Regions from separate parts of the Dromaius novaehollandiae genome. Here region 1 is linked to region 2. A link is a contact called in public Hi-C data. All regions are on one chromosome and are shown on one strand. Each heading gives the region's core, a stretch centred on a gene start, on an enhancer-like site or on the middle of the called end of the contact. The rest is flanking DNA. Distances are from core to core; before and after follow the strand shown.

Evidence for each region. Hi-C and Micro-C count contacts between places; a contact is called where the count stands out from the background.
Region 1: a Hi-C map of liver shows a contact between it and region 2, with 13 times the contacts expected there. The contact joins the enhancer-like site here to the promoter of TMEM30A in region 2. A contact is called at or near these places in 3 of 4 Hi-C or Micro-C datasets (brain, liver and ovary).

Annotation. Positions count from the first base shown.
Region 1 is chr3:35,427,205-35,434,096 of bDroNov1.hap1, forward strand. No RefSeq gene overlaps it. Among named protein-coding and RNA genes, the nearest start is that of FILIP1, 18 kb to the left of the region's middle. Within about 2 kb of position 2,132, at least 1 of the 2 cell types and tissues checked has open chromatin away from gene starts, as enhancers often do.
Region 2 is chr3:35,288,753-35,296,370 of bDroNov1.hap1, forward strand. TMEM30A (transmembrane protein 30A) reads right to left here and starts at 5,532. Exons shown (of 7, transcript XM_026102282.2): 1 at 5,106-5,532. The coding sequence starts at 5,375.

The sequences.
Region 1 (6,892 bases), core at 882-3,381, 140 kb after region 2:
ATAACTAGATCTTGAAAGCTTTTGATTGGAAAAACCTTAGGTTCTTGATAAGTTAGAACTTCCTATAATCCATTTCAACAAAGCTACTGAATGTATATACTACTTATTTTGTTTTTCAGACAATTAATTCATTTGGTGAATTTGGAAAAGTGTTTGTAGCAATAGAAGAGAGAAACACGATCTCTCACAATAATAATAAATTAATTTTAGGTGCATAGAAGTAATAATACAGAAAGCAAAGGGATCATTTCTTTATCATTCGTATAACTGCTTGTAAATATTCTTTGAAGGTAACATACACAGGAGGCATACTTTGGGAACAAGTTAAGCTAATAATATTATTCTCCAAGTTTTAACCAACTTTTCCTGCTTGAGCTTGAGCTTCATGTAACTTAAACCTGTGGTCATGCTTACCTGGCTAAAGCCAGTATAAACAAGTAAGGGCATAGCACAATACACTAAAACCTCTAGGAAGCACCTTGGTTATCTCAGGAAAGTTTAAAGAGCCAGATCCAAGCCTTATTTACATCAGATCTTTATAGAGAACATTACATCATATTCAGTATCATATTCAGTATATATAAAAAAGCCAGGAAAAAAGTTAAGGTGTCTCAGAAAGAATTACATCTAGTAACAGACAGACTTATCATGCTACACTACATTTGTGTGTATAAGTCCCAGTATACTGTATAATGGATGTTATACCAGTGTACTGACTTGTGTATAGTGAATAAATGTGAGGGGGAGAAAAAACAGATTGTTTATGATACCAGTATTTGAATGAGACTTTATTGGGTTAATCATAAAAAGAATAAAAATCTAAGTATATATATTTTTTATACCTTCTGCTCACATATCCTAATGATAAATATTAAAAGTTTAGAGGATGGAAAGCTTCTTCCTGTACTGATCCACTGAAGACTTTGCCTGCTGAGGCATTCACTAAAAAGGCTGCTTGCAGACTTTGACAGCCTCCTGGATCTGAAAGATGTACAAACTACAATTTAAGATTTCCACGTGATGTATCTCTCCACTTCCTAATAGTACCAATACCAACAGACCATATGAGCTAAGTATCACCCAACTGTAGTTGTCCTGAAGACTCCTTAATTCAGAAAAAGTATGTAGCTGCTACTGGAAAACAACATCCCTTTTCTGTTGGCGGACCTGTCAGATACCATACACAGAGCATGATAGTCATTTGACTGGCATTTCTTGTTCTCCTACTACTGTACTTGCAACTCAAGGATCAGCATTTGCCTGTCACAGCTGGGCAAACTGTGTGCTGTGGGCTGCCTTGTCCCATGAAACCAGCTGCACTTTTGCACAATATCTATGAAACAAGACTTATAAATAATTAAAATCAGCATTTTTATCAAAATTCTCCAGAAATTTAGAAACTAAATTTGCCCTCCTTTATAAAGATGAACAAATGAGAATTATATGCCTGTTCAGAATTGGTCAGAATTGAGGTCATCACTAATAGGACAAGCCCTTGGGCTATAGGCATTGTCTGCAGAACCATGGCATTTGAAAACTTGTTTCTCATGGATATTTTCTCTCATCATTAAGCCATCATAGCAACTAGTAAACTGAATAGTCTGTGTTAAAAAAGTCCCAGGGGTTGTAGTAGTCTTGGTAGAAATAAACTGACAGTGCAAAATTTGGATCTGAGACTGGGTTTCAAGCACACTCGAGTTCATGAATAATCAGTTCTAGGAGCTAGTCCCGTTCTAAAGATGGGAAACATTTGCAAAATTCCTAACTGGAAATGACTGTCAGACTTCATCAGGATTTGGAGTTATTCATCTCCAGAGTTTTAACTGAAGCCCATGTATAGCTGTAAGTCAAGGCTGAAGACAAATGGAGGAACTGAAGAAGAAGCCATATACTGTGTGAGTGCATTGCGCTTACAATGCCTTTGTCATTTGTCCCCACTTCTAGTATTACTACATTTTCCACAGATATCATTTTAAATGTGTATTTACTGCTAACGTGAGTTAATCTAGTGATTACTAGCATGCTGTTGCAAAAACAATACTCAATTTTCATATTTTGTGTCCTGATCTTGCAGTGAGACCATTAAAAGTTGCATGAACCTTTTTTACTGCTTCTTGAAAACAACAAGATTTCCTGTAGTGCAGTAATGCCTATAGGTTTTCACGTTCTCTGTATATGTTGTTAGAATTCTGTGCCTTCCTATACTTTGTAAGTGACTACATGATGCCATCTAGTGGCTTAGGCTTCCTTTCCTGTGAAAAATAAGTTTTGATTACAGGCAGTTTGTCACTCAGTAGGTCTAACTAATTATGTGGCTTGTGACCAAAACCATCATACTTACAACCTGCGTATTTAAAATAAACTGATCCTCTAAGCTTAAAAATTTTAAAGCTTATTATTATCCATTTATAACAGGCACAATAAATAATTAATTATTTAGACTAAGGACAAATACACGGTACACATTCTCATGACATATGCAAATGTATTTGGGCTATTAGTGAAAGAAAGCATAAGGTGCATAGCAAAAAAAAAAAAAAAAAAGAATATGATTATATGTTTTATATGTTTATAACTTAACAGGGGCCTCTTCACACTTAACAAACATGCTCCACCTGTGGAGGTCACACCTCACTGTCAGTGCAGAATAAGGCCACAATGACCCTCATTCTAGTCACTGTAAAGCAAGATGAATCACAGGGGCTCTTTAATTCTATTGGATGTGTTATACCTCCAAACATTACACAGTTCTTTTGGAAATACACCCTTTCATACCAGGCTCTAAATGCCTCCATTTTACCAGCTATCATTACATTGAAAATGGGTTTCCAGCTTCACTGTTGTTGGCTTCATCCATACTGGTAAATATGACCATGTGACTCTCCTTTACCTTCCAAAACAGCATGGCTGCATCCAGACTGCCTACCGGGAGTAATTCCTGGCCTGTGCTCACCTGAACCGATCTTGTGCATCATCTAGGAAAGTGTTAGTTGGCACAAGCCAAAACTGCCCTAGGGTCTGCTCTAATTAACTGCCCTAATTAACTGTATAGCCAGTCATGTGTCAGTGCTCAGGCCCATATTCTGGACCAGTTTAATTTACTAGTAAAGAAGTATTCTCTCTTTTTTCATAGCTGTTCTTTCAGCTAAGTCCATAAAGCTGAGTCCCTACTGGACACCTGCCAGCTTGGTAGGTACACAACCATCTGATATTCTGAGAGATGGGACAGCCTGTTCAGAAATAGGTAGCTATTTCTGATGCAATACATCATATTTCACACTGGAATGGAAAATAAAGGTTTATGAATATTCTAGCAGCATTACACTAACTTTCTTAGGCCTACAGCACAACCACAGTGTCGCTGGGCAGCAGGGTTCCTGTTTTAGAGACTTCACTCCTCCGAATTGAAATTTAGGCACATGGAGCATTTCCTATTATGTTTCCAAGGCAAAACTACTTACAAGTGGACATTTTTTCATAGTTCATGTATACTGATACAGTCCTGAACACATGACCTACATCCATTTCTCATTACCCTTTCTTAAGAAGTTGTCAAGTTGTCAACACTTTTGATCTTAGGTCATCATGTAAAAGAAGGTGGATAAAATGAACCATACACACTTCTCATAAAAATAATTCAGAAACTCTTTTCTCTTTTCCCAGCGCACCCTGCGTTCTCCACAGAGATCCTGGAGGAAGCAGTTTCGATGCTCTGCTACATGATGTTTCCCAAACAGCCTTTTCAGTCTAACCTTTCATTTTAGGACAGTGAGCTGCTAGCCACTTTCGCTGCAAGACTGTGTAGAATATAAAACGCGTATTACCCTTTTCAGTTTGCTGATGTTTTTTCTAAAGACTACAGTTCTCATTCAGCTGTGTGCCCTCTTCCTTTTTGTAGAAAAGTATAATCTGTTGCTATGAGATCAGTAAGACAGTGATAAAGGATACATTCCTAAAAATAAGATAGAATTTATATTATTTAATTTTTTCTAAGTGTAATAAGTATCTCACTATCATATATCTACATATATACTACAAATGTATATTTCCATATCTATCTCCAATAAATCCAAGTAAAACAACTTAACCATAAACAATGGCATATATGACATCAGGTCTTCTTCCATATTGCGTTCAGATAATATTTTAGAAGATATTAAGTAATAGAATCAATTTATCCATTCAATTAAGCTTCAAAATTAAATTTCTAACATTTTTATTCAAGGAGTACTCTAACATAAAACTAAAGAACTCTCTTACCATAGCCTTTGTCACAGTATTCCAAAAGTTTCTGGGCATTATCCTTTGTTATTGATCAATGTTAAAGAGAAAAGATCAGACATACATCCCGAATGATGTTTTAAAGTGCATAGAGAGTAAAAACTCCATTCACACCGAGAAAGATTTTGTAGAGTGCCCAAGTGAAATCTGCAAACAGAGTGTGCTGAACGTCTGCCATCTGGTCTGTATCATTGGTTAGATTCTAGAAAGTATCTTAGAGTACTTTCATTCTGTGTGAGTGTGGGATGTTCTGCCCACAACATTATGCATATTTTCCCCTTACATAATGCCCTGGATACGATGAATAAGGTCAATACATACTAGATTTATCAGTAGGAGTAACAGCAGCAAGCAATACATATTTGGCATAATTCATTTCTGTTTTTTTCATTAGCTGTTACCATGGGGTACTTTAAAACAGGAAAAATATACATAATAATTATGCAAATTTAAATAATGCTGCTTTGATGCAGAAAAAGGTAAAGGCAAGTTGACATCTTGTTCTTTTAAAAATAGAGCATAAATTTCTACAATAAGGCTTTTAAATTTTCTTTTGACCTTAGTACAATCACCACTCTGTACTTCATCCCACATACCTCTGACCTGAAACTGAGAACAGATATCTAAGGTATTTGCCTATTTGTATCAAATGCTGCCATCTGAATATATATGAAGATATAAGCCCATTTAAATAATTCACATTTGAATTTGGCATCACAACTAGGCCAAAGTCTCTGCATTTAATATGACAATCATTTTAATCAAACATCAATTCCTTTAACAAAACTTCTATCACTATACACACACACACACGCATATATGCAAACTATATATATACATATGTACCCATATAGTATGTGGCATTACTAACCAAGGTTGTTTGACAAATCCCATTCTAAGATCCTGTCTTTCATTTCCTATAATTTTCTCAAACCCTAAACATTTGAGTTGAAATTTTTTGTTTCAGGTGCAGGTTATTTTTATTTGGTTTGAGGTTTTTTCATTTCAGCAAAAATTTCTCAACCACCTTCTAGCAAAAATTTATTACAACCCTGCTAACACAAAGGTAAATTTTTCTTTATCTTGTTTTACATAAGAGACCTGATACTTCCGAAGGTGGGTTGCTTTCACAGTGTAAAACACCTATTCATGATCAACTTGTAACCTTCTGAACTGTCTTATTTTGCACGTGCTTCAGAGGCATATACTTAGAACTTTGCCTGCTTGCTAGAGTTTGGAAGATAATTTCTCTGAAGATTCTGCCTGTATATATTACCCTACATGCTGGGACATAGAAAAAAAAGCATTTTGCTGAAATCCACCCCTGAAATTCAGTTAGGCTTACCTTATATCCTCATCTGTCTTCCTTTTGTGTTCTTTTAGCCAGGAATCACTGGTGACATTTCTATCATATGTGGACAGAACAGGAAGATATTGTTATTTTTCTCCTATTACCTATTACCTATTACCAACTTTTTAAATTAATATTTATTATGTATTTATTTTACCACAGTCATAGGTATTTAAAAATGAGACATTCTTTAGTACATATGTTCTGAAAATACTTGCTCAGACAAAGTCATACAGTGCATGTCTCAGCATGAGAAATTTTCTCATGCTACAACAGAATATAGGGAAAATTTTAACTGAAATGCAGATTTGGATTTTATTTACAGCATACAGTAAATTCAATAGCTTTATTACCGTTTTTCTGTAACACGCAAGACAAAGCTTGTTTTTTTCATTTTCTAGATCAAAATTCAGGGTATCCTTTTATGGCTCATTTGAGTCAGGCTAGTGCCTATGCTAAGTGTTTAACGTCTCGAGCAGGGCCTTATCTTGAAAAATCTGTGAGCTGGAGCTATCTTCCTCTGTGGATATGTATGTAAACATACTGAGGCCCAACCATAATAAAAATGACAATGTATACTGCTATTCTGAATATCAAAAAAGGAAACTTAGAAAGTTACGTTTCAGCAGAGAATGAAAAGCTTAGAATGATTGGAATTGACAGAAGAGGGAAAGAGGACACACAGGAAATGGGCACTATTCAAGTTAAATTGGTTTACATCCTCAGATTGAGTGCACTATTGAGTCATGTCATTGGCAAACAAACACAGAGGGATACAGTTTGAGCAAAGAATCTACTGTATGTAAAGTAAAAAGTAAAAGAATAAAGATTTGATTTTAAGAACGGGGTTTATTTGTGGAACTAAATTACTCCCTTTTTAATTTACTTTCATAAATAAATTTTATTTTTAAGAGGTACTGCACACAATTATCACATGAGTACCAGAAACTGTGAAAGAGTTAGAAGTTTTGGAAATAAGCTTTAATGAATCATATGTTTTCCATTTGCATTTATACATTATAAAAGTTATAAAAGTGACAATATCTAACCATTTGCAATGTGTTGACTGAACACTACATGAGTAGTGAGAGAAGTGGAGTGGAGAATCCATTGTACTATATTTTTAATTTTAATTCTTGAATTAAAAAGCTACAAAAAATATTTGGCAAGTCCAGTCTCACAGAGCAAGCATTCATTCTGTGATTGAAATATTTAAATAAAAACCTCATCATTCAATATCGACAAGAAAATCAAACCGTA
Region 2 (7,618 bases), core at 4,282-6,781:
AGCAGCCATGGCTTCACTCTATGCCCCAAGCTGACTAAAGTCACTTGATTGCATTAGCTCTCTCCTGTATACGGCTTGAGTATGTGAAGGGCAGGAAATAATTAACGTGGGTTCAGCAGGTTAGCTCCAAGTTTAGGAAGAAAAAACTTCCATCTACCTATAATTCACTATTTCTAAACTTAGTATGTCTATAAATAGTTCCTATTTAGAATTTAAGCTCAAAGCAGTGCAACACATGCCAAGGTATGGCAACAAACTATTTAAGAGCAGTATCATTTGAACTACAATGCCTATAATGTTCTATGAAAGTCTGCTGCAAATGGTTTGCTCTTATTTATGCTTGTAGTCAAACATGCTATCAAAAATTAAAATGAATTATGATCTGTCCAAATATCTGTATTAAGGTTAAATAAAACAAATAGTTTCAATGTTCAAGAAATGACTGAAGCCTGTTTTTCTCTGGATCTTTTTCAAGGTCTGTCTTCCTACAGATTCTCTGATATCTGTTAAGGAATGAGCTGCAGCCCTTCCCTCAGCAAAGGCATTTTTTATTAGTTTCTGTTCTGCTGCCAGATAAGATCCCCTTCTAACGAACCTAGCTAAAACAAGACAGCTTCAGAAGCTATTAGAGGGGAAAGATGGACAGGATCATGCAGTCTTTGCTTCCTTCACCAAACAAGATATTGAGTCTATGCTGATCTGGAAATAGCACTACAGCAGCAGTCCTCAAGAGCTCTATTTAGCAACAGAACACAGACCACCACTGTTCTAAACAAACTGTCGATCTCATTTGTTCATAGCTAATTGGATTTTTCTTCCCTCCTGCTGAAGTAGTCTTAACAGAGTGTTTCCTTTACAAAAAAACTAAACCTCCATATCCCAGAACTTCCACACCAACGAAAGAACTATCTCAAATCAAGAGCAAAACTCAGTACTTTAAGGTTGCAAAAGATCTAAAGACTCCATTTTTAAAAATACCATTAACTAAATTGTGTGAAGCATTAAAGTGATATATATCAAAACAGAATCACACCTCTGACCAATGCTGTCAGCATCAATACTAACCAAGGGCTTTACTCTACAGTAACTGCCAACATATATTTTCTTTCCGCATCCACATTTACAGGTTACATTCAATAGGTATCTTTATCCCTTTAGCTAATCTATCCGAGACCTACATCTCTTTTATTAAAGCTCTCAGATAGCTTAACATAAATCTGACCTCTGTTTTTATCTCTTGACAAATAATGAAATCATTACTTTAAGAACTTTTGGGGCCACAGCAGAAATCCATCTGACCCAGCATCCTCTCTCCAAGGAATGGCCAAGTATGACAAACCCACAAGAGTGGGCCCTTCCTTCATGGACCTTCTCAACAACTGGTGATTTAAGGACATCCAGTGTATCAAAGTATTCTGCCACCAATGACTTTTCAGGCTGTTGAGGTCCTTCAGAGTTCATTTATATTTTCACAGTGTAGAAATAAAACAACTGTCATGCACGCATATTCTCCGTACAAATAATGATTTCACACACTTCATACCTCACAAGTTTATCCTATTTTACTTAGCCACTTCTTGCATAGAAAGTATCCCATAACTCTGATCTTCCTGTGGCCCCTGTCTGTAGCTATTACTAGTTCTGTATCATTTTTGAGATGGTGTTACTGGAACTGCACACAACATTCAAGATGTACGCAATGGCAATCTACTTTTTTTTCAGTTTTCTATTCCTAGTAATGCCTTATAGTCTACTTGCCTTTGTAACTACTGCTACACATTTCAGAGTGGTAGGCACAGCAAGAGGATATCTTTCCCACCAAGTTAATTTTTTGGATATTGCTCAGTTCTTACTGTACTTTAATATGCTCTGTGAATATGATCCTTCCCTGTCCACAGGGTGGAGGGAAGCCTCTTTCAGCCTTTAAGAGTACAAGCCAAAAAATAAACATGTAGCCTTTTCTCATTTTCCACTCAAAGTGTTTTCAGAGTAGCACCAATGTATTTACCCCCTTTGAAATCATGAGAAAGAGCTAAAGAACAACCAGCATAAGAGCACTATAATTCTGGTATATTAAAGCCGCTGGAAACCTTCTGTATTTGAACTGAAGAGTGCTTATAAAGGAAATCAATGGAAAATCTGCATTTTGCTGCTCGATCCTTGCACCTGTATGAGAACAGCACAATTTCCAGAGATACTAACAGCTACAATATTTAATTCCAGGAAAGGGCTAGGAATGATTCCAACTGTACATGGATATGTATTTTGGGAGCATAAATTACATCTCCAATTCAACTCCAATACACTAAGTTTACAGACATATATATATACATACACACACACATACACGCATACATACATATATACACACTTAACAGGTAGGCTATTGTCTAGAAGGCAGGAGCAAATAACTAGCTCTGCTTCCTGTTCCAATTACATTTTTAGAAGAGCTTAGTCACTGCATCTAGATTTTAGATGCCCTGTCTCCAAAAGTTAAATTTACAGCTATTTGCAAATAACATTTGGAGGTTACTATCAAAAGCCAGCATGCTAACCACAGAGGGAGCCCTCTAAGCTAGAGACACAGACAGTAGCTGTACCTTAAATTACATCCCTCACTGGTATTTAGAGCCCAAATGCTGGACTGTAAAATGCTTCATTTAAGTTTTAATACTGCAACTGTAAAGCCTTTTTCCGTTTAAACGTTTTTTCCTCAAAACTGAGCTGGAGGAGATAAAAAGTATTAGTCTACCTGCCTTTAAAATGATAATCTCACATATATGTGTGTGTATACACACATACAATTTCTGCATTAAAACACTTCATGAAACATGCATGAAGATCAGAGAACACAACACAAGCTTCCCCATTTTTACCTGCACACCCCAACTGCTATATCATGAAGTCATTCTCTCAGAAGTCAAGAACTGTGTCCCTCTTGTCCTCAGAAAAGCTTATTAAACTGACTGAGGAATGCTTCATGTGAGGTGGGTAACACAAGTCTGAACCCACTCAGAAAAAATAACAAAATAAATAAATTCCTCTCCAAATGTGAATGTCTTGAAATTAGAAGAGGTGGTGGGCTACCACCTTCCATCTTGTTTCCAAATGTAAATGGCCACTTCTGCTTTGTGTATGCAATCTGATTGCATAAGGGAGCATTAGTCATGCTCCCAGTTCACCTATGGCTTTTAGTACCGCACATGTTTGGTGGGAAGATATAGTCAGTGGCTCACAGGAGAACTCTGCAGGAGCACAGGACTGAGCTACTAAGCAGCAATAGTATATAACATCTCTGAATGTGCACACAACAGAAATACAAGGTAAGGGAGTAGCTTACATTTTTGGACTCAAATGAAAGTCTGGTGAGTATTCTATCCTTATAGATCAACCCATAGGAAAGAGTTCCACTGCTTCAGACATTGTAAAAAATACATATATATGTGTGTGTGTGCGCGCATGCATGTATATATATTTACCCAATTTTATTTACCTTAAAATCATTAGGATCTGAGTTTATGCTGTTTTACTACAAAAGTATGGCTATTTTGAATGCAGTTGTCAGCAAGTCAGTGTTAGCAAGCATATTTGTTACTTTTCTAAACCAAGTGTCCTTTTGAAAATAAGTGATTATGTTAAATATGACTACAAGGTGGCATTAAAAAAGCCTACATACCCATGACAACTTGGCCATCTCCTCTGAAGCACCTGTGTCAACTTTAAAATATTATGCATGCCCTCAAACTCTGACAGAAGAAGCTTTTTTTTTTTAAATAAGCTTACATACAACATTGGGACACTATAAGATACACTTCAGCTTTATTTTTTAACTCCAGCTTTTATTCTCCTTGACTGTGAAGTTTTAGTTCTAAACAACATAATGGTCGTTTTCCTTTTCTGGTTTTATTATAACATTATTTGCATTGTGCCAGATATACAAAAAAGATACTACTATTCATTCACTATTCGTTGTCTACCTCAATTTCTTTAGTTAATGGGGCTTCATTGCCACTGATTATCAGCAATTAAACCACTATTCTGAACACTACTTATATGAAAAGGACATATTACCTAAATGACTGCAGTGATTTGATCCATAAAATACACATTCTCCAACACATCAAACAAGTACACTTCCCCCGCCTTACAATTAATCTTCGTCCCATTAGCTTACTGGAACTAATCAGCGCTGTCAATTTGAGCACGTGTGTTCATAAAACATGTTTTCTAGCCCAAAGGGAAAGCTTCCTTACAACACAAAGCAATCCTGCTATCAAATGGACCTTTGATATAAGGTTCAGTTCTGAGAAATAGTGAGAAACCTCTCATGACAGCAGCATGGCTAAGTTTCAGGTATAAATGACTTTCAGTTTTTATAAGTATAATTAGAAAAAGACACTCGAAGGTCTCATTCTCTTGGATCTTTGCTGTTAAGTCTACCTCTGAACACAGCCTCCCAGAGAACATCTAAAATGATAAACATATAAGAATTATAGCAATGCATTCACCACAAAGTTCTGTCTTGAATTCATAATTACCTTGAAACTTCAGATACTGCCCATTACCATAAGTTATCTCATGAATGATAAGCACTCTTTTTTCCTTATTGAAAACAAGATCAACATTCAGATGTGTGTTGGCTATATGCTGGCATTAGTTTCCCCAGAAGTTCACTTAAAATTAACAGGAGAACTATAATCCATTCAGCAGATACTCTTCAAGTTCAACGTGCAGCTGGGGAAGTTAATTGTAGTTTGGGAAAGAGTGTAAGCGTTAAAGTAAAGTGAAACAGACAAGGCAAGGTATTAGTTCATCACAGAAACCATCTCCACTTCCCTATGCGAAATCCACTCTCGTCTTTTCCTGCCTGTTCAACGAGGAACAAACCAGCTACTCGCACACTCTGCCCCATTCGCGCCCGCCTTAGTGAGTATCGCGCCAGCGCCCGCTCCTGCCGGCAGCGGCGGCACCCCAAGCCCTTTCCCCACGGCTGGCGGGCCCTTCCCCAGCCCCCGCCCCTGCCCGGCCTGAGGGGCCGCGGGGCTCGGCCGGGCCCCCGGAGGCCGAGGAGAGGGGGAGGGCGGCCAAGGCCGCGCCCCGCGCACCTCGTACTCGCGGATGTTGTTGGAAGTGACGAAGATGCCGATGCCGATGGGGATGAAGATGAGGCCGATGACGAAGAAGGCCGGCAGCACCGTGCCCGCCGTCAGGATGGGCTGCCAGGCCGGCAGGCGCTGCTGCTTGAACGCCGTGTTGTCGGGCTTGCGGGTCTTCACCGCCCCGCCGCCGCCCACGGCGCCGCCGCCCGCCACCCCGCCGCCGCCGCCCGAAGGGTGCCCGTCCACCTCCTCCTTGGCGCTGTAGTTCACCGCCATGGCGCCGCCGCGCGCTGCCACCGGCCCCGCCGGCGACGCCAACAACCCGCGCCGCACGGGGCCCCGCCGCCGCCGCCGCCGCCGCCGCCGCCGACACGTGACCCGCCGCCGCCGCGCCTGCGCTCTCAGCCGCCGGCGGGGGAGGGCGGCAGGCGCGCGACTGACGAGCAGAGCGAGGCGCGCAGCTGATGACGCACCCCATCGGCCACGCCCCCTCCCCGAGGGGGGCCGAGAGAATGGCCGCTCCCAGCTGCGCATGCGCAAGAACGGAAAGACCGGCGCGGGGGGAAGAGCGTCTTGTGTATGCGCGTTCCCCCTTGTTTGGAGCGTCGGGGGGGGGGCGCAGAGCGCATGCGCAGCGCTGAGGGCAGCCGTGCCCGCGGGCCGGGGGCCGCCATCGTCGAGCGGCGGGGCGGCGGGCCGCGGCCTTGTCACCCACCAGGCGGCCCAGGTCCCGCGTCGTCCCCATCCATCCGAAGGGTGGTGCTGGGAGAGGGCAGCATAATCCTGCATCAAGTCTGCATCGGAACTGAGAGATTAACCTCAGTTTCCTACTCATAAACAGCAGCAGCATCATTCTTACTGTGGTGGTGGCTGATGGATCATCTGTCAACTCTTAGCAAAGTTACACAAGCTAATCTGAATAAAGCTCTTCACACCAACAGTCGCTTTATGGGAGTTACTTTGCATTAAGTTTTCTCTTTAGAAATAGAACTGTAAGCTGCGCAAAGCTGCCCATCGTTGTCAGACAGTGGTGTGTGAGTGAACCAGTCCTGGCGCTGAACGCAGAAAGCACAGTTTCTGTCAGCGTTGTTTCTTTGTATTTCCTTGAGGAGCTAATCCTGCTTCTGCTCAGCTGCTCCTATTAAGCAGTCACCTTACAGAAAGCATTGCGGGATCATGTATTTGTGTCCCAGAATATCTCTTCTGGCATCACTCAAGCTAATGCTGCATTGAAAGTCCGTATCTCTCGCTCTGCCGGTGCTTTTATTTTAAAAGTTGGTTTCATAAAGACTGTGTAGGACAACACAGCCAAAGCCCAACAAGTATTTATGTATTTGTATAATTTTAGTAAACATTCTGATTGAAATTATTGAATTAATTTTATAAGCATGTAGTCCGATCTAAGACTTTTTACACACACGGGGGAACAGTCGTCGTAAAATACATGCCTGTATTTTAGTTGTCCAGAGATTGAAAGTATCTCTAAAGACCACTGGAGGGAGTAGTTGGCTACCTAACAGCTCCTTAGGCTTGCACAAATGCAACCTCCCTCTAGAGACTGGAAAAGTCTTCCCTCTCTTTGCAGACTGCATAGGAAATTTGGACACTTTTAAAAAACATATAGCATTGAAGAGTAAATTTGTTTCCTAAATAACTATTTAGAGTTCAGTTAGAGAAAAGTAAATCATATTCCTCTGGCATCTGTGTTACAACTATATATTATTCCTAATTCACCCTTTCCCTCATCTTCTAGTGGGCCTTACCTTCTGCTGTCATTCCCCCTAGCTAAGCCGTCGTTCCTGTTATCGCCCTTTTCTTTATTATCTTTCATTTTCTATTATCATCTTTCAGTTCTTGTAGTAACTTTTATTCCTTCAGCCTCCCAGAAAATCCAGTGAGGTGCCGACTGGGATTCTTGGAAACAACGCTGCTGGTAAACTTGTGCTGTGAGATGTCAAGTTTCTCTGGCAGCAGGATGACCTGGTGGCAGTATGAGGCAGGTGGAAACCTCATGACTGCTGCCTGGTACAAGAGGACTGGCAAGGAAGGCCACATTAAATTCATGAAGATGAAAACGTGTTCCTGAAGAGCCAAACCCTGTACTTCAAGGATGGCATGGCAGACATGCAGGTTTTACAAAGAGCTTGAAGAGGTCTTCAAATGCCAAATGCGCCTCTGACCCAGTGCTTGCTTTGTTGTCCCTGTCTTAGGTTCCAGGGTTGCCAAAGAGATAAATCTGGGTAGAAGCAATTGAGCGGTCAGCAGCTGAGATAAAGACAGGCTATGCCAGCAGACAAACTTTGGTGGATACACCTATGTAAAGCTAAGCAGCAATGCATCATCTCCATTAATAAGTTCTCGACAGTTTTTGGGCCAGACATCCTAGAATTGGGAGTCTAGAGATGGTATACTTCAGAGGTCGACTCAGCTCTTCTTTGTTCCAGGTGTTCACAGGCTGTTTGATCACATTTTGTAATTTTTTCAGTTCTTTGTCTGAATCAGGTAATGTTTTTTTCAGC